Linked DNA regions of Mus musculus: all the other regions are linked to region 1. Evidence: chromatin contacts called from public Hi-C and HiChIP or PLAC-seq data. All regions are on one chromosome and are shown on one strand. Each heading gives the region's core, a stretch centred on a gene start, on an enhancer-like site or on the middle of the called end of the contact. The rest is flanking DNA. Distances are from core to core; before and after follow the strand shown. Region 1 overlaps Abcc1 (ATP-binding cassette, sub-family C (CFTR/MRP), member 1). Region 2 overlaps Myh11 (myosin, heavy polypeptide 11, smooth muscle). Region 3 has its middle 85 kb from the start of A630010A05Rik.

What was found. A called contact is a pair of places that touch in the nucleus more often than the background predicts. HiChIP or PLAC-seq counts read pairs in DNA pulled down with a chosen protein or histone mark.
Region 2: a contact with region 1 is called in a Hi-C map of uterus. The contact joins two enhancer-like sites. A contact is called at or near these places in 14 of 39 promoter capture datasets (the 3T3-L1 cell line, 3T3-L1-derived adipocytes, the HPC-7 cell line and 8 more), 1 of 484 Hi-C or Micro-C datasets (uterus), 2 of 115 datasets of contacts at active chromatin or transcription factors (SST interneurons and embryonic stem cells) and 2 of 9 other capture datasets (adipose tissue and embryonic stem cells).
Region 3: an H3K27ac HiChIP or PLAC-seq map of the HPC-7 cell line shows a contact between it and region 1, with 5 times the contacts expected there. The contact joins two enhancer-like sites. A contact is called at or near these places in 10 of 39 promoter capture datasets (the 3T3-L1 cell line, 3T3-L1-derived adipocytes, the C10 cell line and 8 more), 3 of 484 Hi-C or Micro-C datasets (the STO cell line, embryonic fibroblasts and olfactory sensory neurons), 7 of 115 datasets of contacts at active chromatin or transcription factors (CD8 T cells, the HPC-7 cell line, the NIH/3T3 cell line and 3 more) and 3 of 9 other capture datasets (adipose tissue, embryonic stem cells and pancreatic islet).

What each region holds. Positions count from the first base shown.
Region 1 is chr16:14,375,519-14,379,924 of GRCm38.p6, forward strand. All of the region lies in intron 1 of Abcc1 (ATP-binding cassette, sub-family C (CFTR/MRP), member 1), which reads left to right. Among named protein-coding and RNA genes, the nearest start is that of Abcc1, 16 kb to the left of the region's middle. Within about 2 kb of position 2,018, at least 126 of the 459 cell types and tissues checked have an H3K27ac peak or open chromatin away from gene starts, as enhancers often do. A contact at or near this core is called in the HPC-7 cell line, bone marrow-derived macrophages and uterus, where this site is marked.
Region 2 is chr16:14,257,208-14,261,613 of GRCm38.p6, forward strand. All of the region lies in intron 3 of Myh11 (myosin, heavy polypeptide 11, smooth muscle), which reads right to left. Among named protein-coding and RNA genes, the nearest start is that of Myh11, 32 kb to the right of the region's middle. Within about 2 kb of position 1,869, at least 17 of the 459 cell types and tissues checked have an H3K27ac peak or open chromatin away from gene starts, as enhancers often do. A contact at or near this core is called in uterus, where this site is marked.
Region 3 is chr16:14,475,346-14,479,751 of GRCm38.p6, forward strand. No RefSeq gene overlaps it. Among named protein-coding and RNA genes, the nearest start is that of A630010A05Rik, 85 kb to the right of the region's middle. Within about 2 kb of position 1,851, at least 31 of the 459 cell types and tissues checked have an H3K27ac peak or open chromatin away from gene starts, as enhancers often do. A contact at or near this core is called in the HPC-7 cell line and bone marrow-derived macrophages, where this site is marked.

The DNA of each region.
Region 1 (4,406 bases), core at 768-3,267:
TTATAGTTAGGTTTGCACATCTTTCAGAGCTTTCATAAGGCTTCATTGATTTCTTTCTTTCTTTCTTTCTTTCTTTCTTTCTTTCTTTCTTTCTTTCTTTTTTTTTTTTTGGTTTTTCGAGACAGGGTTTCTCTGTATAGCCCTGGCTGTCCTGGAACTCACTTTGTAGACCAGGCTGGCCTAGAACTCAGAAATCCGCCTGCCTCTGCCTCCCGAGTGCTGGGATTAAAGGCGTTTGCCACCACGCCTGGCTCATTGATTTCTTAACATAGGATGTGTTCCATATCAGTATATCGGGTATTGCAGCTGTAATTCAACTAGTCTTTCCTGTTTTCTTTGGCCTCACACATGATTCATGCATGATCTCTGGTGGGGTACTTCATGTTCAATGCTGGGGACAGAGCTGATCTGGCTCTGGGTAGCAGTATTCTTGGTAGGAGGAAGGAATGGAGAAAAGGCTCCCTTGAGGTCAGGCCTTTTATTTCTTGAGGGTCCAGTTGGAAGGAAGGTGTGGCCCCAAAGAAATCTGGAGATATATGGCTGGAATCAATGCCAGGAGTAGGTGGATTTGAAAACTTGTTACTTCCCAGCACATAGAGTGGGCGAGCTGCTAGATTTATGGAAACTTCTGTTTCCTTATATGTAAATTGGGTCATGCTACATATTTTTGTGTGTACTCAGATCTACATGCCTGTGGGGATGTATATATGAGGATGCCAGAGGTTGACATTGGGTGTCTTCTTTTACTGTCCCCTACCTTGCTTTTTGAGACAGGGTCTATCTCTGAGCTCATAGATTCACCTATACTGGCTTCTGGGAGGATCTGCAGGGATTTGTCTCTATCCACCTTGCCAGCACTGGGATTTGAGATGTAGGCTGATGTACCAGGCTTGTTGAGGGATCTCAGGTCTTGATGCTTGTGTAGCAGGTTCATGCTGTGTACCTTATAGGAAAAGAAAGAGGCACTAACAGCCTTCTCAGTGCAGTGTAGTACCTAGCACATAGTAGGTGTTCTAGGCAGACTCCATTCTGTGGTGATAAGGTGGGTGGACAGTAAGGGGCAGTAGAGACCGTATAGGGGGATTTTTGGTGTGGTGATTGTCTTGGGCTCATCTAAGCTGTGGCAGAATCAGGCCAGAACCCAGCTGTGTCTTTCCTGGCTTCAGGTAGACCCCGACCAGGCTGTCTGAGACATTTCAGGTTGTCTGGGTAGTCTGTCTAGGGCCTCTAGGGTGCTTGGCTGTAGGGGGAGGCAGGCCTGATGCCTGGGACAAAGTGAGCATGGGTGTCATTGTCAAGTTTCAAACCCCAGACAAAGGCTGAGGTGCTTACTTAACATTTCAAAGTGGACCAGGCCTCCAGGTTTCCCAGCATCCCCCAGTTCCTCCTTGTTACAGGGGTTTGGCTGGCATGCCTCACCCCCTACCCTAAACTCTCTAGCCCAGAGTCTGGGCTGCCCTTCCCTCAGAGACTCTTCCCTATGTAGTCCAGACATTTGGGTTACCTGCCCCTGTCTTTGTCCCTTTGGCCTCTTGGCTGCTGTACTCATTCTCCTCTCTCCATTCTTTTCTTTTCTCCCTTCCCCATCTGCCAGCATGGTCTAGGGACATGTCCACTCTGGACTCTCCTACACATGTCTGCCTCTGGCTATGTCTCCCACATATCTTTAACAAACTTTCTCTCCTCTACCATATCGAGGAGCAGTCATGTCCTTTTCTTTCCTTTTTCTTTTCTTTTTTCATTCAGTTACCTCTGCACTGGACTTGTATCTGTAGCTCCTTTTGAAGCTCAGGTGGAAGCAGATCTCTCTACCTAAATCCAATGCAGACCAACCAGCCTTACCCTAGTATCCATGTGGCAGGAGCAGCAGCTTTGGAGAACACTTCTTTCTTGGGGCCTGGTAGGAGTCACAGGCTGTGAGTGACTGGTGGCTGGGTGATGGGAGAGCTTGTTGCTGCCTCTCAGCCTGGGCTTGGCATAAACAAGTTGGCCCAGGCATATGGCTGGTGTAGACAAGAAGACAGCTGGCACTGGAGACAGACTGCAGCTGCTGGCAAGTCCCTGATCTGGCCAGGCAGCTACCTTGGCAGTTACACTCAGCCTTACCATTAAAGGTAATTGAGTGTCAGGGAGTAACAGTGCAGAGGCGGGGCATGTGGAGTTCTGTCTTCCAAGAGGCAACGATTCTTTCTCATTTTTTCCCTCATTTTTCCTTTTTCTTTTTTCTTTTCCTTCCTTCTTTTTGTGCAGTGCTGGGGCAAGTATTCTAACACCACTGAGTTACATCCCCACAAAAGGGCTCTTTTCTGTTCTTTTAAGACAGGGTCTCACTAAGTTACTCAACCTAGGCTTGAACTCAATTTGTAGCCTGCAGAAGACTTGAACCTGTGGTCCTCTCATCTCAGCTTTTCCAGTAGTTAGGATGATAGACAGCATTCCGTGCTCAGTGTGGAGTGCTGTGCCTCTTTCTTGACTCGAGATAGAGAAGAAAGCCTCCCTCTGAATGGTGTAGTTGGATGAAAGAAGAGATATCCCCAAAGTTGTGACCTGCATCCCAGGGGCAGAGAGCAACAGGGAGATGTGGCCTGGAGCGTTGGTGGATAGAGACCAGTAGCTGAGATACTGAAATCTGAAAGGGTGAGGATTTGACTTAGATTACATCCAGGCCTGGGTTTGATCCCCAGCCCTGCATAAGCTGGTGGCACATGCTTGTAATCCCAACAAGTGACTTGGATTAGCAACTTTACCTGTCTGTCACCTGTCTGTAAGTGTTCTCATGTACAACATAGTAATGGCTCATTACTGAGCTATGAAATTAAGTGAGCTAATACCTTATTAATGCATGTGTCTTGTCTTGGGGAGAGCCATTTGAGTGCCTCCTCTTCTTGGGGCTATCCACACCACACTGTTACATGAACCACAATGGAGAATGATAAGTTTTCACAGGCTACTGAATTGGCTGGGATCACTTTCCTTGGTGTGAGCCAGGCTTTTATAATCTGCCTAAGTTTCCACTGTGGGCAATGAAAACAGCACTTACCTTGAAGGCTTGTGTGTGGATCACATACAGCATGGTCCAGAACAGGTTTAGCTTTTCCTGACGGGAAGGTTCCTTTTCTATCATTTGCGCTGTCCCTGAAGTCAGGCCTGTCACTAGGTGATTCCCCAGGCCCTCCATAGGCACGTTTTGGATTGCCATTTTCCCATTTCCACTTAGGTAGACCTTAGTGTCTGCCTTCCTGAAGCTTGTTCTGACCTCTAAAGAGGAAGTAAGGAGACAGTCAGCTCCTCGGGGTCCCTGAGTTCCTGTCAGTTGTTGTATCTGCATGTCTCTTTCCTGTGGCCTCAGGGAAGTGGCATGCGGTCCAGCTTGTCTTGGTTTACTTTCTCTAGGTGCCTATCGCAGAGTCAAGTGTGTATCTTGGTTTCCCCCCTTTGTCAGCGTGAGGCAGAGGAACTAAGTGAAGTTTGGTGAGGCTGAGGGCCACATCTTCCACATTTTCTTTAGCTTAAGAAGCAGGTATAGGTGGCTGAGATGGCTTAGGGGGTAAAGGTGCTTGCCTCTAACCTAAGAGTCTCGGTTTAATCTCTGGGACCCATATTGTGGAAGGAGAGAACTGACTCCTATTGTCCCCTGCCTTATACATACACGTTGTATCGTATGTATCCACCCAAGTGTCCCACCCCATACACACGAGAAAAAACAAAAATAAAAGAAGCAGTTTCCAAGGGAGTGCATTGCATCATAGTTGGAATAGAAAAGGTTGGCCACTACCCTAGTGTGGGTTTAGTCAGTGCAGTGAGCAAACACCCCCTTGCCTATCCCACTGCAGTGGAGGGAAGGGGTGCTCTTTGTGCCCAGGTGTGCATGGTCTTCTGTGGGCCAGGTGACAAATGGAAATGTCAGAACTAGGTCCAGCCTTCAGAGTGCTTGCCTAATTGTGGTCCTGGGATCAAACAAGACCAAACAAAAGCTGAGAATGTATCTCAGTGGTAGAGCACTTGTTTAGCATACACGAGGTCCTATAGGTTCAGTCCCTAGGACCACCAGACATCTCCTCTTCCCCCAAGCAGGGAGAATGGTGGGGGGAAGGAAGGGAAAAAGGTAATTGTAAAGTAGTTTCAGGTTCTACAGGAAGCATTTGAAAAGACTGAGTGCTGTCTTTGGAGGGTTCATTTGAGTCTTGTTGTTGCCTTATGGGTCTCCACGGGAACAAGGTATAGACAGACATTAGTGCTGAAGGGAATCCACGGGATTCTAGACAGATATGTGTCCCTGTCTTGGTTTCTGACAAACGTAGAGAGTAAAAACAAGAGCAAAAGCAAACAGACAGACAGACAGGATGAGGATGCAGCTCAGTTGCTCGAGTGGGGTGGGATCCAGGTGTCTTGGGACTGCTCTGTTG
Region 2 (4,406 bases), core at 619-3,118, 120 kb before region 1:
GGCTGGCAGTTCTGAGCTCTATAAGAAAGCAAGCTGAGCAAGCCATGGAGAGAAAGCCGTTAGCAGTACCCTCCATAGCCTCTGTATCAGCTCCTACCTCCAGGACCCTGCCCTGTTAAGAGTTTCTGCCCTGACTTTCTTCCGTGACATGCAAGTGTAAGCAAATAGATCCTTTCCTCCTCAAGTTGTTTTGGTGTTTTGTCACAGCAATAATCACCCTAACTGCAACAGGAGCCTTGGGGTGGTTCCTTTTGTTCCCAGGGAAGGGTTAAGGATATGCTCAGAGCTAGGTTGACTGGATCGTCTGACTTAGAATTTCTACTTGGTCTGAGATAGAGTAGAACAGAGGCCTCTCTTGCTTCCTTCCAGGCCCTTGGTGTCTGTCATTCAACCTCCTTTGACCCATGACACTGTTTCCACAAGCTGCAAGTTCCTAGGTAGGCTCTTTCTCTCTGGAAGGTGACAATTCAGTACCTGATGGTACCAGAGACATCTCCCCACCCCATACAGAGGACATCATGAGATCAAAGATCAAGCAGGTGTCATTGACAGCTTTCTACTCAGAAAGTGCTCCAGAGGGCCAGCCAGAAATCTCTGAGGAATATGGGAACAGTGACCAACATTCCAATCACCAGACAAGAGCAGAGATACCAGAGTGCCAAAGGTAGTGCCGTCTATTCTGAGTTCCATGCCTTCAGCCTCAATTCACCACAGGATACTGTACCTTCAGTGCCCAGCACATATTTGGGAGCACTGTTATCTGTTTTTAATATATCATAGGATAGATGGACAGATCAGAGGATAGACAGGAGGATGGATAGATGGATAATGGAATCAGGAAATCAGGAATTCAAGGTCATCCTTGGCTATATAGTAAGTAGCCAGGGCTACATAGTGAGACCCTATCTTGAAAGAAAGGAAGAAAGAAAAAAGAGGAAGGAAGGAAGGAAGGAAGGAAGGAAGGAAGGAAGGAAGAAAAAAGGAAGGATGGAAGAAAGAAAGAAAGAAAGAAAGAAAGAAAGAAAGAAAGAAAGAAAGGAAGGAAGGAAAAGAAGGAAGGGAGAGAAAGAGAGAAAGAGAGAAAGAGAGAGAGAAAGAGAGAAAGAGAGAAAGAAAGAAAGAAAGAAAGAAAGAAGAGAAAAGAAAAGAAGGAAGGGAGATAGAGAAAGAGAGAAAGAGAAAAAGAGGAAAGAGAGAAAGAGAGAGAAAGAGAGAGAGGGAAAGAGAGAGAAAGAGAGAGAGGGAAAGAGAGAGAAAGAGAGAGAGAGGAAGAGAGAAAGAGAGGAAGAGAGAAAGAGAGGAAGAGAGGAAGAGAGGAAGAGAGAAAGAGAGAAAGAGAGAGAGAGAAAGAGAGAGAAGCCCAATATACACTAACTAAAGGGTTGGAGAAACAAGTGCCCTGTGACACTAGAACCCAGGTGACAAAACTTTCTCTGCAGCCCTGACAGGAACTGACGGGGTCTCTATAGCCCAGATTAACCTAGAACTCACTATATAGGCTAGGATTCCTCTGAATGTCTGATCGCTTTGCCCTTTACCTTCTCAGTTCTATGATTCCAGGTCTCCAGCACTCACTGTTTATGCAGCACTGGGGACGGAGGTCTCATGCCTGTTAGGCAGGCACTCTGCTCTCTGAGCTGTATCCCCAGCCCTGGCCTCCATAATTAAAAAAAAAAAAAAAAAAAAAAAGCTTGGACACTGGCAGATCATGGGCTCTGCTCTTCCATCTGACCTGGGGAGGGAGCCAGGCTTTCTCAGCAGCTGGCAAGAGCTGGCCCCTGAGCAACAGAGATTTATAGGGTCAGAGGCTCCCAGGCCTCCAAGGAGGAGGAGCAGGCTCTGTGCTGAGGGCCATCAGCAGCTCCCTGGCCTGGGATGTTCCCATCGGAAACACAAGCGTGGGAAGCACAACTCTGGGCAGTCAGCTGTCAGCCTGACCCCAGGGAGTTTGCCTAAACTTTCCATGCCTGGGACTTTCTGTTTCCTCACTGAGCCCAGTCTTGGAGAGAGCCAGGGGATGAGCCAGGTTTTGTGGATAAAAGGCCATGTGATCAGATCTGAAGATCTCTGTAACTTTGGGATCCACATGGTGGGGGAGAGAACTGACTCCCACAAACTATACTTTGACCTCCACATGTGTGCACATGCCAGTGCACATATACAAAACCAATACATGTAATTTGTCATTTTTTTAAAAAAAAAGAACAAGGCCTTCTTTCCCAGCACACACCTCCTTGTCTATTCAGGTCCATATTCATGGCTGTGAAATTAACATCACATGAGCCAACTCACTTAGGATATTCACATCACATGAGCACCATCTCTATTTAGTTCCAGAATATTCTGTCACTCCCAAATAAAACCCTATACCCATTAGGCCATCCCTGTCTACCAGCCATTCCCACTAACCCTTGGCAACTGTGTGCCCTGTCTGCATCTGTGTGCACGTTTATATGTCCTGGGTATTTCACACAGGTAGAGAGAGACACACAGCACATGTATCATGTTTGGGAGGGTTATCTGAATTGTAATATATATTACTGCTTTTTTTCCTGATCACAGTAAAGAAATATTCCATTGTATCATAGACCACATTTTATTCATCCATGGATAGACATTTGGGTTGTTGCTACATTAGAGCTATGGTGACTTGTACTGCTGAGGACTTTCACATATAAGTTTTTCTTTCAGTATTTGTTATATTATCTGAGAGCCAGTACCTTGGTGATACTGTCTCTGATTCCACAGTCTGATAGCTGCAACAGGGGTCTATTTACTGCACACCTTGCCTGTAGTGCTGCTCTGGATAGTGGTAACAGTTGCACACTGTCTAACTCTATGGGAGATTCTTGGGAGATTTATATTTTCACAAAAACAATTTGCCTGAAGATTGAAGAAAGAATGTTGAAAAAGGCATGTCTTTCCCTATATCTATAAGGGCTTCATGCTCTCCCTGGCTCCTTTAGACCAAAGATTCTCTGTATTATAGCAATTAACCTCCCCATGATCATTATTTAACTTGTTAGCTTTTCAATATATTTTTTAAGTATATATATAACATACAGTATTGTTTTCTTTTCCAAGTTGGTAAAAACATATACAAAGGACTGTGTAGCATTATATTCACATTCACCTCAAAGAAGAAGGAAAGGAAATGTCCATCAACTGATGATTGGATTTAAAAATTCTGTATGCCCATTCATCGAGATACTATTTAGCCATGAAAAGGGAAAAGTGCTGACACCTGCTACAACAGTTGTGTGCACGCAACAGAGCACTCATGCAATAGATAGGTAGATGATAGATGATAGATAGATAGATAGATAGATAGATAGAGACATTTTAAAAAACACAATAATTTTGTACTTCCTTCTTTTTGTTTGTTTTTGAAACAATTATGTAGCTCTGACCTCAAATTCACAATCATCCTGCTTTTACCTACTGGGAGCTGGGATTTCAGACACTGCTACCACACTAGGCTTATACCATCACAGGTAAGTTCTGCTGTGCACCAGGCCCTGGAAACATAAGCCAACAAGGGCCACTGTTTCTTGCTTCTACATCACTAATGGCAGAGTATGGGAGTTGTGGTGGTTTTAATGAAAATGGCCCCCCATAGGCTCATATATTTGAATGCTTAGTCCCCAGTTAGTAGAACTGTTTGAGAAGGATTAGGAGGTGAGGCCTTTTAGAGTGGGTGTGGCCTTACTGGAGGTGATATAGCCTTGTTGGAGGCGGTGTGTCACAATGGATGAGATTTGAGGTTTCTCTGAGGGCCTCTCTCTGCCTGCAGATCAGGATATAAAGCTCTCAGCTACTACTCCAATGTCATGCCTGCTTGTCTCCCACCATGATGACCATGATCATGAGCTAACCCTCTGAAACTATAAGCCAGACCCCCATCAAATGCTTTGCTTTATTTTTAAATTTATTTTGTATTATTTTATGTCCACTGGTGTTTTGCCTGTTTGTATGTGTGAGGATGTCAGATCTCAGAGTTACAGACAGTTATAAGTTGCTATGTGGATGCTGGGATTTGAACCTGGGTCCTCTGGGAGAACAGTCAGTGCTTTTAACTGCTGAGCCATCTCCCAGCCCCAAAATGCCTTGTTTTATAAGAGTTGCCTTGGCATACTGTCTTTTCACAGCAATAGAACACTAAGACAGGAGTCAAACGGGCAAGAAAATGGCTGAGGGCTGTAGTCACACTTGTAAGCAGGACATGTACCAGTGCACTGACCCCAGTACACCTCTGTGGCTTCCCAGAGTAACAAGAAGCCTTTCGTGCTACATCTGTAATGAACTATGTCAAGGACATATAGTAGTGCAGGAGGTCAGAGAATCCCCAAGCTGAGCAAAGCAGCTCAAAGGCAGGAAGCATGTACTTTGCGCCTCTGGGCAATGAC
Region 3 (4,406 bases), core at 601-3,100, 100 kb after region 1:
CTAGTGAGATGGCTCAGTTGGTAAAGTGCTTGCCATCTGTGCAGGGGAACCTGCATTCCAATCCTCAACATAAAAGCCAGGTAATATATCCATACAAACCCCTGCACTGGGGAGGAAACGGGAGCAACGTTGGGGTTCTCTAGCCAGTCAGCCTAGCCAAGTCACTGAGCTCCTTGTCCAGTGAGAGCATAAGGTGGGAGCTAGAGCAATGGCTCAGAGGTTAGGAATGCATGATGTACCTGCAGAGGACCCAGGTTCAGTCCCTTGCACCCATATTGGACAGCTCAGAACTATCTGTAACTTGAGTTTCCGGCCTCTAAGGTCACCTGCACTCATGTGCATATAAACACAAACTTACACAATACACAAAACAAAATGAATCTAAAAAGAAAGATAGACTGAAGAGATGACTCAGTGGTTAGAGCACTAGCTGTTCTTCCAGAAGACATGGGTTAAATTCCAAGCACCTACATGGCAGCTCACAATTCACAAACATCTGTACCTCTAGTTTCTTGTGGCCTCTGCTAGCATCAGGCTGAACATTGGGCACAGACTTGTATGCAGAAAAATACCCATACACTAAAAATATTTTTTAAAGGTAGAGAAAAAATAACAAGCAGCCCCTGGGCTACAGGTGCACACAAAGTGGACACAGGCTTGATAGTCTCCAAAGAGTTGGGCTCCTCTCTCCAGAGTAAAAACCAAATTCATCATGTCCTTGCCACTGGGTCTTGTGGGCCAGGGGTGTAGGGGAAGGAGTGGAGAGGGAGAGAGCCCACATCCTGCTGGACGCTTTCCACTCGGCCCCAGGTGGGCATCTGGTTGTGTGAAGCCACTGGACCCCACTCGATGGGGGTGGGGTGGTGGTGGACAAGTGGCAGCCCCCAATACCAGGGACCCTGGGGCGACAGCCTCAGCCCCAGAGTTACAGGAGAGAGGGCAGAGGGAGAGAGGTTCCCACGCAGGCGAGAGTCCTAAGTCTGGTCTGTGGCTGGAGCACAGGAAGGTCTGATGGAAGACTAGGCATGGCTCGTTAGGAGAAAGCCTATCCCATCCTCCAAGCACAGCGGGCCTTGGTGAACAGAGACAGTCTATGGTTTTAGAGCTTTATTGTAGAAAGGCAGGGAGAAAGGAGAGGAGGGGAGAGAGAGAGAGAGAGAGAGAGAGAGAGAGAGAGAGAGAGAGAGAGAGAGAGAGAGAGAGAGAGAGAGAGAGAGAGACTGGCTGGCCATGGCCAAGAGGAGAGAAAGGGGAAAAGGAGAGAGAGAAGAAAGGCTAGAGTAAGAGGGAGAGAGAGTAAGAGAGTGAGGAGGGGCCAAGTAGCCCCTCTTATAGTGGGCTTGTATTATCTTGCTGTTGCTAGGTAACTGGAAGGAGTCTAGCCTGAAGGTCAGAAGTCTATGTGACTACTAGCCACATGCTTCTCATGTGGAGGCTATGGAGGTAGTAACTTTGACTGGAGCCAGGGGTTCAGGAGACATGAGGGAACGCCTACCGTCCCATGTAGGTGAATTATCACCCATCAGGTTCTACCGGGGTTCACAACCTCAGCTCGACTGGAGACCAGACTGTGCATAGCCCATTACCCCACAGGGTCTCATAGTGGAGGATCAGAGAATGTGGATGACAACCAGCCTCTCTTCCATTTCCAAAACTGGAGGGGACACTTGTGTCCCCCTCACATTCCATTTTCAAAGTCAGCTATGTGCTTAGCCACAACCAGAATAGAAAGGAAGCAAAGAGCACGCTGCTCAAAGGATGTTTTCTTCATGTCTTCCTCCCCAGTGCTCTAAGGTCTGGAGAGTGAGGAAGTGAGACTGGGCGCTGGCTTGGTCTGAGTTGGTCTAGGTGAGTATGAGGAGTGAAGAATACCCTCAAGAGGGAGAAGTGAACTGTGTGTACCACACCTCAAGACCATGCCCTAGGCACATGTATACTGCCATTGTTGCCCCTCACTGAAACCATCAGTTTGCCTTAGAGCAGTGCGGTTAGGGATCCCCTACCATAAGACTCAGCACCATCTAGACCCTGTTGACTCCACGTGAATCGTGTCTGCAGGGTGTGTTTCTGAGCCTCAGTTGCAGGGCAGATCTTCAACAGTCTTCAGTGCTCCCTGAGGGAAGAGCTGGGATAGGGCACTGGGTTCTGGGGTCAAGTTTTATCTGCCCAGTAAAGAGCTGCTAAAACAATCAAATTCTCAGATCAAGACTTCAGAGTACAGGAGAAAAGGGAGGTCCTGGGCTCTCCTAATGTCGGCCCTTGGCCATCCCACCCAGCCACGCTGTCTTCTGCCCTGCAGCCATACCGACTCCATGCATACATGAGTCAATGTAATTGCTGCCACATCCTCCTGTGTCTTCTTCCAGTTCCTGTTCAAGCTGACGTTGTTTCACGAGCTTCTGCTGTGTTTCTTTCAGGCCCAGTGACGTCTAAAGCACCTTCTGCAGCTCCCATACAGAGTGTAGGTCCATTGTTACTAGGGCCCCTTGAATGTGACATATCTGGGAACTGTAGATGCTGCCATGGTGCCATAGAGGTCAGTGCCTTGACACTGAGACCATTTATCAGAATGACTGTATTATCTAATGCTTCCTGTGCCTGGTTCACCCAGTCAGTATTGAGTGTCTTTGTTTCGCACTGTGTAAAATTCTGGAGGCACAGTAGACAAACGTGTAACTTCTCAAGCAATTCTTTCAGTTCAAGAAAGAAAGGAAGCTTGCCCCTAGTCTCCGCCTTTGAGGAAGTAGTCTAGGGCAGAAGTCAGTTCTGGGTATGTGCTGAGGAAGTTAGGAAGGTGGATTGCTGGAAAGGTGGGCTGCTGGGAAGAGATTGACATTAAACTTCTCTGGCCTCAGTTTTCTGTCAAAGGGATTTGGTACTGTCAGTATAGCCTTAGAGAAGCGGGAAGGAAGGGTTGGTGCCTGCCTTGGGCTGAATTGCCTGAATGGGCTATGCTACCTGCGTTTACATCCATGCCTGGCACACAGCTGTAGATGTAGTGAGGAAGACAACTCTGGTGTAGCTGAGACATCTTAAGTGCCAAATCAGGGGGTGACTCAGTATTTGTCCTGCATGGGTTCTATTCCCAGCACCACTGGAAAAAAGAAAAGGAAAGGAAAAAGAAAAAAAAAGGCCTACAGTGACATGTAGAGGGTTAGGCCTGCTGGGGCTGATTCCTGTTCCTGCCACCAGCTGGTTCCTATAGCAGGCGAGCTTGGTTTGAGGGATTAGTGGCTAATCACCCTACTGACTTACCTGGTCTTCCCATGTGCCAGCCACTCTATGGCCCAGGCTCTATTCCTAGACCAATGCGAGGCTGGACTTACAAACATAGCAGCCTCTGCCTGAGTCTAAGCATTGGAGAGTCTGGCTGAGTGCTGTGGTGCCCCATCTCTGCTTCTTCCAGAGCAGAATTGACAACAGGACCACTGTACCTGGGTGATTAGAAGCCCAAGAGCAAGTTTCTCCTTGGTCACTGGGCACCTTGTATCCCCAATTTCTAGTTTCAGTTTCCTCTTCTGCGCAACAAAGGCAGCTGTAGTGATGAGGTTTTGCCATGTGGAAAGACCTGATTGATCTCTTGGTCTTACTCACAAAAAGCCTTAAAACTCTGTAACAGGGTGGGCCATCAGAGAAACCTCAGGATGGGTGGGGTAAAAGCAGGCCCTGTATCCTAGAAGCAGGTAGGAGTCCTTTTCTGACCCCAACATAGTAATTGCCCATGTATCACTGAGTAATGGATAGTGCTAGGGCAGATTAGATCAGTGACTGGATCCAGGGATCATGGATATATGTGCGAATTGCTTTGTCACAGTGACAGAGGGACATCTCTACGTAGAACCCAAGGATACTGCTCATCATACTTAGTATGCACAGGACCCATCATCCCTGGCCTGCAGCTGACAATGGCAGTGGTGGCTAAGTAACAGTGATGAATCAAGATGGGTATAGTGGTACAAGCCTATATTGTTCCAGCACTCTAGGTGCTGAGACAGGAGGAATTCGAGTTTGAGACCAGCTTGGGCAACACAGTGAGAGACTTGCAATTTTACAAATTTAAATAGGGCTAGAACTGAATCCCGAGCTGGGGATGTAGTGGAGTTGGCAGAGTGCTTGCCTAGCATGTGCAAAGCTTTGTGTTTGAGCCCCATAAAAATGGCGTGGTGAGACAGACCTGTAATGTCAGTACTTGGAAGGTGGAGGTAGGAACATCAGAAATGTGCACACCATCACCTGGGTTCATAGCATACAGCCTGATTGACCTGGGGTGGATGTGAACTTGAGTAGACAGCTAGGGCTGAGAGTCACTGTCCATTTTGGTTGTAGAGTGAGCATGGTTGAGCAAGCCTTGCTCAGGCCAATCTGAACATGTGGGCCCTTCCAGGTCTGGTATTTCAATAATCTGT